Regions from separate parts of the Zea mays genome. Here region 1 is linked to region 2. Evidence: chromatin contacts called from public Hi-C data. All regions are on one chromosome and are shown on one strand. The core of a region is the stretch at or near the end of the contact, and the rest is flanking DNA. Distances in the headings are between cores, read along the strand shown. Region 1 holds the start of LOC100280038. Region 2 holds the start of LOC103650597 (glutathione S-transferase T3).

Region 1 (5,316 bases), core at 615-3,114, 170 kb before region 2:
GACGATCCCCAGCCCGATGAAGGTGTTTGAACCGAATACCTGGCAGGAAATACAATTACCGTCGTCAAGATCAAAAACCCCAGGGCTGCTATTGATCCATAATGAGTATGGTGGTTACCTTAATTGATCGCCGTTCTTCAAGCTCAATGAGGTACTCTGCAGTGCCTGCCTCAGCTTTGTCAGGTTGCCGGATTCCAGAGGCTCCACTCTCCTCCAAGTCTTTGGGAGCATCTGAAATTAGATTTGTTCTTTCTTCTTCAGATAGACAATGAACACCTGAAACTAGATAAGTTACTGGGAAAAAAATCTGCAACAAATCAGCAGCAGTTTTCACATGTTATACTACCTCTGTCTACAGCTTGTTTGCTTGGTTCCACATTTCCACTTGTCCTGCAGTAACGACAGTCAGAGCAGTCTATAAATAAAAAGATTAAAGATGTAAATGGCAAACTACTCAGATCAGGAGGTTGAAATGAATGATCAGAAAGATACCCGAGTTTGTAGGCATTCGTGGAGGCACCGAGTTTCTGCTCATTGTCAGCTGCATTGGAGGAATGGACAGCGGAGCCAAGGATGACGGCGACGAGGAAGCACGCCACACCAGGGAACAGAATCTCTGCCCTGTTGATGCGGTTGTCCAGGAAGTAGTTCAGCGTGGTGCCTGAAGAACACAAGAATTGGAAGACGTGGAAATCAAAACAAAGACTTTTTCTTCCATTTCAAAGCTGACAGAACAGAAACGAAACTTGGTCTGTCAGACAACCACTGCTGATTTGCTTCCATTTGAAAAGAAAAATGTCAGCAGGCAAGGTGTTGCTAGACTCCGAATTATATCTCATTTTTAATGGGAGAAGAAGCAAATGTGCATGATCATTGAGGTCCCTCCCTTTCCCTTCCCTCTCATGTGATGATTATTACTAACGATGATGCGAACCTACCTATGACCACCACCATGCTGGAGCTGATGACCTCAGTGACGGAGAGGCCCACATAGGCCCAAGCGTACTGGGTGGAGAGGTTGCCGACGCTGAGCACGACGCCCCCGGCCATGGCGAACAGCACAGAGGGCCAGTTGTCCTGGCCGAGCTGCGTGAAGAAGTTGGGCATGCCGCGCCTGCTGTCCCCGAGCTGGCCGAAGGTGAGCGCGATGAGCACGGCCGCGAGGAGGTTGGTGATGGAGTAGTCCAGGTACGTGTGCTGCGGCAGGCGGCCCCGGCGCTCCAGCAGGGTGAGCACGGCCGGCCAGGTGCCCAGGAACAGGAGCGACGCCAGCATCAGCGCGATGGCGCCGCCCTTGTCCTCGATCACGAACATGCCGAGCCTGGATCTGGTGGACGGCACTTGTTCCTGGAGCACCTGCAGCAGCAGGCAGCAGTAGCCAAGTAAGTGATCGATCCGATCTTGCGGGCTTTTCCTTCCGAGAGACATGTACACATGCATCCATCCAAAATCTCCATTTCTTGTAGTTTTGACAGGAAGGTACTACAAAAAATGTATTAAGGGCACGACAAACATGGTGAACAAGAAAGTGCCCCTCCAGCTAGAGTCCCCCCCACGGCCCCACCCGGGGATGAGATTCAGATCCGGCAGGGGGAGGGGAAGATCTCAACCAGAGAAAAGGAAGCATTTTCATGGTCAAGGGTAAGAGAAGAACAAGAGCGCAAATCACCTACCTCGCGGCATGTGAGCAGAGAAGACGCACACGCGAGAGCGAGAACACGGTTCATGGCCGCTTTATTTTATAGCAGCGACTGGACTACTAACAAGCCCCCTGCCTCTTCGGCCAGCCTCGCGGGAGCGATCTGCAAGGCCAGGCCACTGACTGAAAAGTCCAACTTGCTCTGCATCAGTTTGACCTCCTTGGGATCCATTCACCAATGGCGTTTAGTTGGAGTCTGGATGGAGCAGGGAAAGGAGGAGGAGGAGAGAGGAAGGAACGGACGAGCGATGCACTCGTCATCGCCGTGGAAAATAATTTGGGCCGATGACAGTGACCCTCCGCTCGTTTGCCTCCAAGCAAAATTACTCTACGACAACACATGTATAGTATAGCTCTCAGTCCATTGCACGCTCCGCGACTTTCTGAACATTTCCTTGTTTGTTTCCCCTCTCCATCCAAATCCAATCAGGGACCAGAGCAAGCAGACAGGGAGTCCAGGGAAAGTGAATTTAGACAGGCAAAAGGTAGTAATACTCATCGCTCACAGTCACAGAGATATTCTGCGCAAAATCATGTCTCTTTCAGTGACATCATCGTCATCATCATCATCCAATAACAAAAAAAAAAAAATTAAAAATGCATGTGTGAACCAAAGCCAACCAAGTCGAAGAGACCCCAGATTTTGTGCTCTGACAAAATGGAGAGCACGACACAGAGCCGGATGTCATGGTGGAGCACCATGGCATCCAATCCAAGAAATGATGAACGAGGCACGGAACCTGAGAGAGAATAGGACGCACGCGCCGCGCCGCGCCGGAGAGGAAGAAGAGCCAAGTCGTGTCTCCTCCTTGAGTTGAGAGATGCCCAGAAGAACTGAACTGATAGCCGGCGTGCGTCTCTCTCTCTGCTGCTCCTGCTATCGAAGCAGAGTTTCGTGGTCTACAGCTGCTTGTATTCTTGGAGGCTGGGATGGACAGACCAAATAGGGCAGTATCCTTTGACTCCAGATCTGGAGAGCACTTGGACAGATTCCCCGTTCCCGCCCGATCAACCAGGAAGATATTCCCGCAACATCCGGCTCGATTTGTTTGGTTGTCCTCGCTCTCCTCTCTGCACTCTCTTCCCCGCGGTGCGTAGGCAGGACGATGTGCACATTTTCCCCGCGACATAGAGTGCAAGTTGGATGTGAACTTTTTTTTTACCCGTGGCTACAGGTGGCGAAGCTAGTACAAATTTAAATAGGTGTATTTATATTATGGAGGCATAAAATTTTATTAAGATGGTACAAATATGGTGAAATCTTAATTAAATCTATAAATTTTTTATTTGCATTTTTAGGGGTGCACAGAAGACAGAACGTATCTTCGCTCCTAGTGGTCACGAGGTTGAGTTTGATCAACATATTTTTTTCCTCACAGGTATAAAATATATGTGTAATTATATGCCCTGCGGGTAGCAGGTGCGAATGTCATATTGTACCCATCGCGTATAATGTGTGCAGATTTAATATTAACCTCACATGTATGGGTTTGTACGTGAGAATTTCAAACCTGTTGGCATCCCTAGCCGTGCGTCGTGAGCGTGACAACGATTGTTTGTGTACCTCAAAGTCTCCTGCTCACGAAAGGTTAGCGCTAGACCAATGCCTCCACAATATACTTCGCGCTAGGTCGGATATCGACCACACTACCTACTACGCCATTGATCATTGTTAGCCATAGTTCACCTTTTTATATTTACTATACCAAAATTTTGTTTGACAAAAATTAATTTCATATTTTAAAATTTGGAACCGAAATACAGCAAAAAAACTAGAGCGAAAAGTGTTTCTCGCACGTGAGCGGGAACGAGAAATTTACCGAGAAACCAAACTTTTCGGCAGGGAAATCAAACCGTGTCGTCAGCCCTTATCTATCATAGAATTTGTTGGGGGCTTTTCTCTTCCAAATGTCCTAAAAAACATGACTAACTATATGCTTTCAGCATGATATGGATTATTACAGGGAGCTTCGGCTTTAGGATGGAAGTTTTCTCCCATGGCGAAAGCATACGAGGTGAAGATATAATTCGAAGATGATAAGGATGAACGCCGAAGCTATAGTCGAAGGATAATAGCTTTGGCTTAACATGGTGATGAAGGCCAAACATGATGCTGACCAGAAGGGGAAAAGACTAACTAGTCCTTAATGATTTATGTTATGGTCATAAGTAATGTCAGGGATACAAATGTACTTTTACCCGGGCTGCGTCCCGTGCCTATAAATAGATGAACAGTAACACTGTACTGTTCATTCTAGATTGTAATCACCCCCGCGTCAGCACCTTCGAGCAAGCCGAAGGTATCAATATAATACATATTATGTTAATACTCATACATACTTTATGGAATGCAAATATGAATGAATCAATGAGTTATATTCATTATATTTATCCTTATGTATTCTTATTTATCTATAATATGATGAAGGCATGTCCTTCATGACCTTCGTTTGATGATCATTATATCCGCGAGGAGGTAATGCTTCGAAAGACGAAGGTCCTTAATACTTAACGATTGTGTTGCCTTGTTCTTGATTCATAACATTTGAGAACAAACGATTGTGTTGCCTTTTTCTTGATTCACAACATTTGAGAACAAGTGACCAACATTGGCGCCCACCTCCGGTGAACTCACTTTCACGACCTTCGGCAAGCATTCACCTTCGTCATGCCGCTGAAGAAGGCAACAGTGCCAGGGGCTGCCCTACAGCCACTGGACACCAACCAAGAGACACTCTCGCTGAGAGAAGCTCGGAGCCAGAAAAGAAAGGCTACCAGCCCAACACCACAGGAAGAGGAGTTGGACCAGGAAATCAAAGACCTAGAAGCCATACATCAACAAGTGCAGAGGAAAAGAGAGAAGATGCTTCGGCTAGCCGAGCTTCAGAGGAAGATCGACGAAGTTGCTGAAGAAATGCGTCACATCACCTAAGATGACGAAGGACGAATGCCTCAACATAGAGAGCTTCGTCAAGAAAGTCCAACCAATGATGATGAATGGTATGATGACTTTCATCATGGCAACTTCGCTTTTGATGATGCTTCTCCTCTAGCAGCAGAGTTGTAGGCTACCCCATGGCCACCATCTTACAAGCCACCGCAGCTTCCCATGTACGATGGGTATTCGGATCCGAAGCAGTTTCTCATGAGTTACGAAGCAACCATATATTCATATGGGGGCAACACAGCTGTCATGGCAAAATCCTTTGTCATGGCGGTCAGGAGTGTAGCTCAGACGTGGTACTCTTCCCTTCTCCCGGGAACGATCACATCATGGCAAAAGCTGAAGGACATGCTGGTAACTAGCTTCCAGGGTTTCTAGACGAAGCCAGTAACTGCCCACGCATTGTTCCAGTGTACGCAAGACCATGAAGAGTACTTGCAGGCATATGTCTGAAGATTCCTGTGACTCAGAGACCAGACGCCAGCGATGCCAAATGAGATTGTCATCGAAGCTATGATCAAGGGGCTCCGGCTAGGACCAACAACGCAGTATTTTGATAGGAAGCCACCGCAAACTCTGGAAAAGCTTCTCCAGAAGATGGATGAATATATCTGAGCTAACAATGATTTTCGCCAGAGAAGGGAGGAGGCTTACATGTATTTTGAGATGACTA
Region 2 (5,360 bases), core at 2,434-4,933:
TTATCCCGTGGTTCGGCCAAGTACAAAACTTGCCTACTCCACGTTGTGGCGTCCCAACGGACGAGAGTTGCACTCAACTCCTCTCAAGTGATCCAATGATCAACTTGAATACCACGGTGTTTTGCTTTTCTTTTCTTATCCCGTTCACGAGGAATCTCCACAACTTGGAGCCTCTCGCCCTTACACTTTTGATGTTCACAAAGAAGCACGGAGTAAGGGAGGGATGAGCAACTCACACACGACACAAAGATCACAGCAAATACGCACACACAAGACCCAGACTTGAGCTCAAGAGATTATCACAAGTTTCACACTAGAACTGAGCTCAAATCACTAAGAATGTCGAACAAGTGCGCAAGAATGGAGTGTGAGTGATCAACAATGCTCAAAGGATGCTTGGTGTCCTCCTCCATGCGCCTAGGGGTCCCTTTTATAGCCCCAAGGCAGCTAGGAGCCGTTGAGAGCAATCCGGGAAGGCAATTCTTGCCTTCTGTCGCCTAGCGCACCGGACAGTCCGGTGCGGATTTCCTTATTTGGCGAAGCCAACCATTGGCAGCCTTGGAGCCGTTGGCGCACCGGACACTGTCCGGTGCACACCGGACAGTCCGGTGCCCCCTCCTGACCGTTGGCTCAGCCACGTGTCCCGCGCGGATCGCGCAGCCGACCGTTGGCTCACCGGACAGTCCGGTGAATTATAGCCGTACGCCGTTAATTCCTTCCCGAGAGCGGCAAGTTCGCCTGAGCCAGCCTGGTACACCGGACAGTTCGGTGTACCCAGACCGAGCTGACTTTGGCTGAACAGAGCCATCTCATTTCCAATTCAATCTTTTTTGTTTCCAGCACTTAGACACAATACATTAGTCCATTAAAAACAATGTACTAAGTCTAGAACATACCTTTTGACATGATTTGCACTTTGTCCACCACATTGCATAGATCAACACAAAAGCACTTGCGTTGGCACTCAATCACCAAAATACTTAGAAATGGCCCAAGGGCACATTTCCCTTTCAGAAAGGTTCAACACAAACCAATCAAAAGAATAAGTTAGGCTTCAAAAGAAAGGAGCAAAATGGAAACCGAAGTGTGCCCTGGTCTGGCGCACCGGACTGTCCGGTGTGCCACCGGACAGTGTTCGGTGCACCAGGGTGAATCAGCTCAAACTCTCCAGCTTCGGGTTTCCCAGGCGCAGCTCCGCTATAATTCACCGGACTGTCCGGTGCACCAGCGGAGCAACGGTTATCTGCGCGCAACGGTCGACTCTGACAGGGAACAGTGCAGCACAGTGAACGCGGCAGCAGTCAGAGCAGTTGGTCAGAGGGGCACCGGACTGTCCGATGTCGCACCGGACTGTCCAGTGCCGCATGAGGACAAAGCCTCCAACGGTCGACCAGCTCCAACCCTGACGAACAGGATGACGTGGCGGCGCACCGGACTGTCCGGTGCGCCCATCGCCAGCGGCCTTCTCCAACGGCTACAATTTGGTTGGTGACTATAAATACCACCCCAACCGGCCACTTCAAGGGGAGGGAGTCCAAGCAACATTCCAAGTCATCTAGTTGACATACTCAAGCCCTCCCAACCACATAAATTCATTGATCCATCCTATGCGCAAAATTTAGGCCACTACAACCAACACAAGTGCCACAAAAAGAGAGCTAGTAAAAGAAAGCCTCTCGTGTGAGTCTAGCAAGAGTGCCTTGTGAGAATCATTGAGAGTTAGTGAGCACTACATCTTGTGATCATTTGTGTGTGGAGTTTTTGACTCCCATTGAACTTCCTCCAAAGTTTTGGAGGCCTGTAAAAGCTAGCAAGAGACACCAAAGAGTGTGGTTGTACTTGCGGGGTCTTAAGTGATCCTTGAGAAGAAGAAGAGCTCGCCGGTCTTTGGTGATCGATGGAGAGAGGGAAAGGGTTGAAAAAGACCCGTCCTTAGTGGACTCCTCAACGGGGACTAGGCCTTCGAGGGCCAAACCTCGGTAAAACAAATCACCCGTGTCTCGTGTGCTTATTGCTTGTGATTTGTTTGTTCTTTCCCTTTCTAAGTTTTTCTTGCACTATTCTTTGCTAATACTATTTGGTGTTGCTTTAAGTTAAATTCTCATCTAGTGAAGCAACACCTTACAAGAAAGAACTTGTGTTATTACTCTTCTTATTTAAGCCCTCGTGATTTATTCTCATAGACTTATTAGTAGTATTGATTTATCGATTCCGCATTATTTGAAAGCAATACTCTTTACAAGGAAGGACTTAGTTTTTATACTCCGATAATTGTATATCTTGTTCTAACCACTAATCAAAGGATCTAGTTGGGGGATAAAGTTTTAATTTTCAGGTTTCGCCTATCCACCCCCTCTAGGCGACTTTCACCAAGCCTTGGTGACGCATCTCTAGATTTGCATAAAATCCTTCAATTTTTAGTGTAAAAATCTTCATCGTAAATATCGAGCCAATGTGAGAGTTGTTGATAACTCAGATGTGTTGTATTTATGATCGTAAAAAACATCATGTTTGGGAGTAAAATAATGGCAGATGTAGCGTAAATGTTATTACCGTAAAATATATCAAGCCAAGTGAGAGACGTCATATTCATCATGTTAAATCCTGAAATGGAATGCGTAAAGTAGTGCAGCGATCGACGTAAAAATAATCATGGAGACATAAACATGGATCAGATGAGGTTGCCACCGGAGGATGCCCTAAAGCCACCGGATAGGCGGAGACCGTCAGAGGAGGATGTCCTGCGGCCCGTGGTGCGGATGGAGAACCCCGCGCGCACCTCCAAGGAGCCACCGCTGCTGTGCCACTGGGAAGCCACCGACACCACGCCTCTGGATCGGGGAGTCACCATCGTCGCGTCTCCAGATCGGGGAGCCGTCGCCCCACACGCCTCGGGGAGCTGCCGCTTGTGCATCAGGGTGGGGACATAAAAAACCGAACCCTAGTGGTTTGATGCTTCTTTTTATAGACGTACAGGACCAGGTGTGGTTGAACCGGATGACAGTATTAGATCAGGACTTCTCTAGCTATGGAAAGCCCATTACTTGTAATATATACACACAAAAACAATTTGATTTGTGGAGATGCGCACTCCACCGCAATATAGCAATATCAAAAGTCTCAAAGACTAAATTATTACTTACCGGCTAACAAAAACAATGACAAACCTATTAATATAGTAGTCTATAAAATAATAACTATAGAGTAGTAGTTTATAGGAATACTCATAAACAATACTCACTTCGTCTTAAAATAGTATTTGTTTTAGCTCTTGATTTTTACGTATATATTTAGATAAATGACGATAAATCTAAATATCTATATTTAAAAATATAGATATAGTAATGTATGAATGTAGTAATTATTTAAAACGAATTTTAATTTAGGACCGATTGTGTAGAAAACATTATTTTCTAGTCATCTCCTGTTGCTTGAATGGTGGAAGTTTGTGGGACCTTTCACCTGTTGGTTCAACATTACGAGAATAATAATAGCTACTCCATACTAATCACGCGGGCTATTTTTATATAGACTGTTTAGTTGATATGCCTTGACAGCTTGTGCTGTCGCTAGAACAGTGTACTCTGTTTTTTTCTCGTGCATTTTCAGCAGTCTCGCAGTCGCAGCCCTACTACTGTTTGGGAAAAAAAAGTCAGCAGCAGGGGAAATGTCCTTTGCACTTGCACCACCGACTTTCGAATGGCAGACTCTCAACGACACATGTGAATGTGAGTTGGATATTAAAAGATATTCATGTGTCAGTGACATGATTAAGGGATTTTCTCAAGGATGGCGGGAGCTCCAGCAACCGCGAACCACCTGCTCCTCTCCCCATCCCAACCCGCCTTCTATCTCGTCTCCGGCGCCAAGAGCGCCATTGTGACCGCGGGGCGTGCAGAGTCACCACCAGGCTGGTTTAGGTCCCTTCCATTCGGAACGCCAGCGAGAAGTTGTTCCGCGAGGAGCTAGTCGTCAACCCCCTGCGGCAGCAATGTCTGTGGAACTCATCCTGTGGCTCTTCTCCTTCGCCTCCGTCGTGCTCCTCGTCGGCCTCACCGTGTACCAGGCAAGCCCGACGGCCCATTTGCATCTCTTAGCAGTTCACCGACATGTGGGGTCTCTTTGAGTCATTGACACGTGGGCCAGTGCGTCAGATATTTAAATGCTTGCGAATTAGGTGCCAAATTTCAAAAATTTCTCGTCCAAAATCTTGCGCCCAGCCGGCGAACCGCTGCCCGCTTTCGGCCCAAGGCTGCCGTGATTGTGGGGATTTGATGCGGAGTTTAGTCAACGGTGTTTCTTCTCGTGCCATTCACTCCGCGTGGCGTGGTGGATGGTGACGAGATAAACTCCCGGACATTTTTTTTCCTTTTCCAGAGAAAAAAAGAAGGCATGTTTCCTGTTCAATGTTAGCTCATAGATTCTGGCATAAAATCGAGAAAAGAAAACGTCTTCGTATACAAAATATGAAGATATGTACAGGTTACATGGAGGGATTACAGTAAGATTTACAACGTTTCTGCAGGAGTTAGATTCAACAATTTCTGTTTATGAGCCTAGATAGGGTAGTGGTATTGAATTTTTCTATAGGGCCGTATCTTGTTAGAAACATGCTGCTACTGCCTATCGTTCTGTTTGGAATGTTAGTACCATCTGATAGGACTTGGTGGATGTAATCATATATCTCATGACTGTAGTCCTGTACTTGGTACCAAACCAGCTTGTCATCTGTCTGTATCAGTTGAATTAATTGTCACCAGTTTGTAGTGTCTAAAGCTCATATTTCAACATGATTGATCAGTGACTTCAACCTCACCAGCCAGATCAAGCATAAAGCCTAACTGCAACACAAGCTGTAGTGTTTATTCTTTAGAAGTAAATTTAGTAATTTATGCACCAATTTGCCTGGCTTCTTGTTAATTGATCCACTCTTGTTGATTTTTTCAACTGATTCTGCCTTTCTGCTTGTATGCCAGCTTTTGTGTCTGGTAGATTTGGAGTATGATTATATCAACCCATTTGATTCATCATCTCGCGTCAATGCTGTGGTGATGAAAGAATACTCACTCCAAGGGGCACTTTGTGCTTCTTTCCTCTTGACATTGCATTGGCTGCCGTTTCTACTCATGGCGCCAGTGACATACTACCATGTGAAACTGTATGTGTTACTTGCTTTCAGTTGATGTTAATTCTGGCAGAATACTCATTGTATGCATCATTGGATACTGTGCTGTTCATACTTTTGGCTGTACTCACATCTTGATTATTTTTGTATACATGGAAATAATTATTGAAATGGTCTACAAGCCTCAATGGCTCAATGGAACAGCTAAGTAAAAACATATCAATTTTAGAGTTTA

Evidence for each region. A called contact is a pair of places that touch in the nucleus more often than the background predicts.
Region 1: a Hi-C map of tassel shows a contact between it and region 2, with 3 times the contacts expected there. The contact joins the promoter of LOC100280038 here to the promoter of LOC103650597 in region 2. A contact is called at or near these places in 6 of 25 Hi-C or Micro-C datasets (bundle sheath, ear, leaf and 1 more).

The regions. Positions count from the first base shown.
Region 1 is chr3:136,787,265-136,792,580 of Zm-B73-REFERENCE-NAM-5.0, reverse strand. It overlaps LOC100280038, which reads right to left and starts at 1,864. Exons shown (of 6, transcript NM_001152980.1): 1 at 1,674-1,864; 2 at 939-1,356; 3 at 493-768; 4 at 347-390; 5 at 119-231; 6 at 1-39. The coding sequence starts at 231.
Region 2 is chr3:136,621,178-136,626,537 of Zm-B73-REFERENCE-NAM-5.0, reverse strand. It overlaps LOC103650597 (glutathione S-transferase T3), which reads left to right and starts at 3,683. Exons shown (of 6, transcript XM_008676163.3): 1 at 3,683-4,066; 2 at 4,977-5,158. The coding sequence starts at 3,992.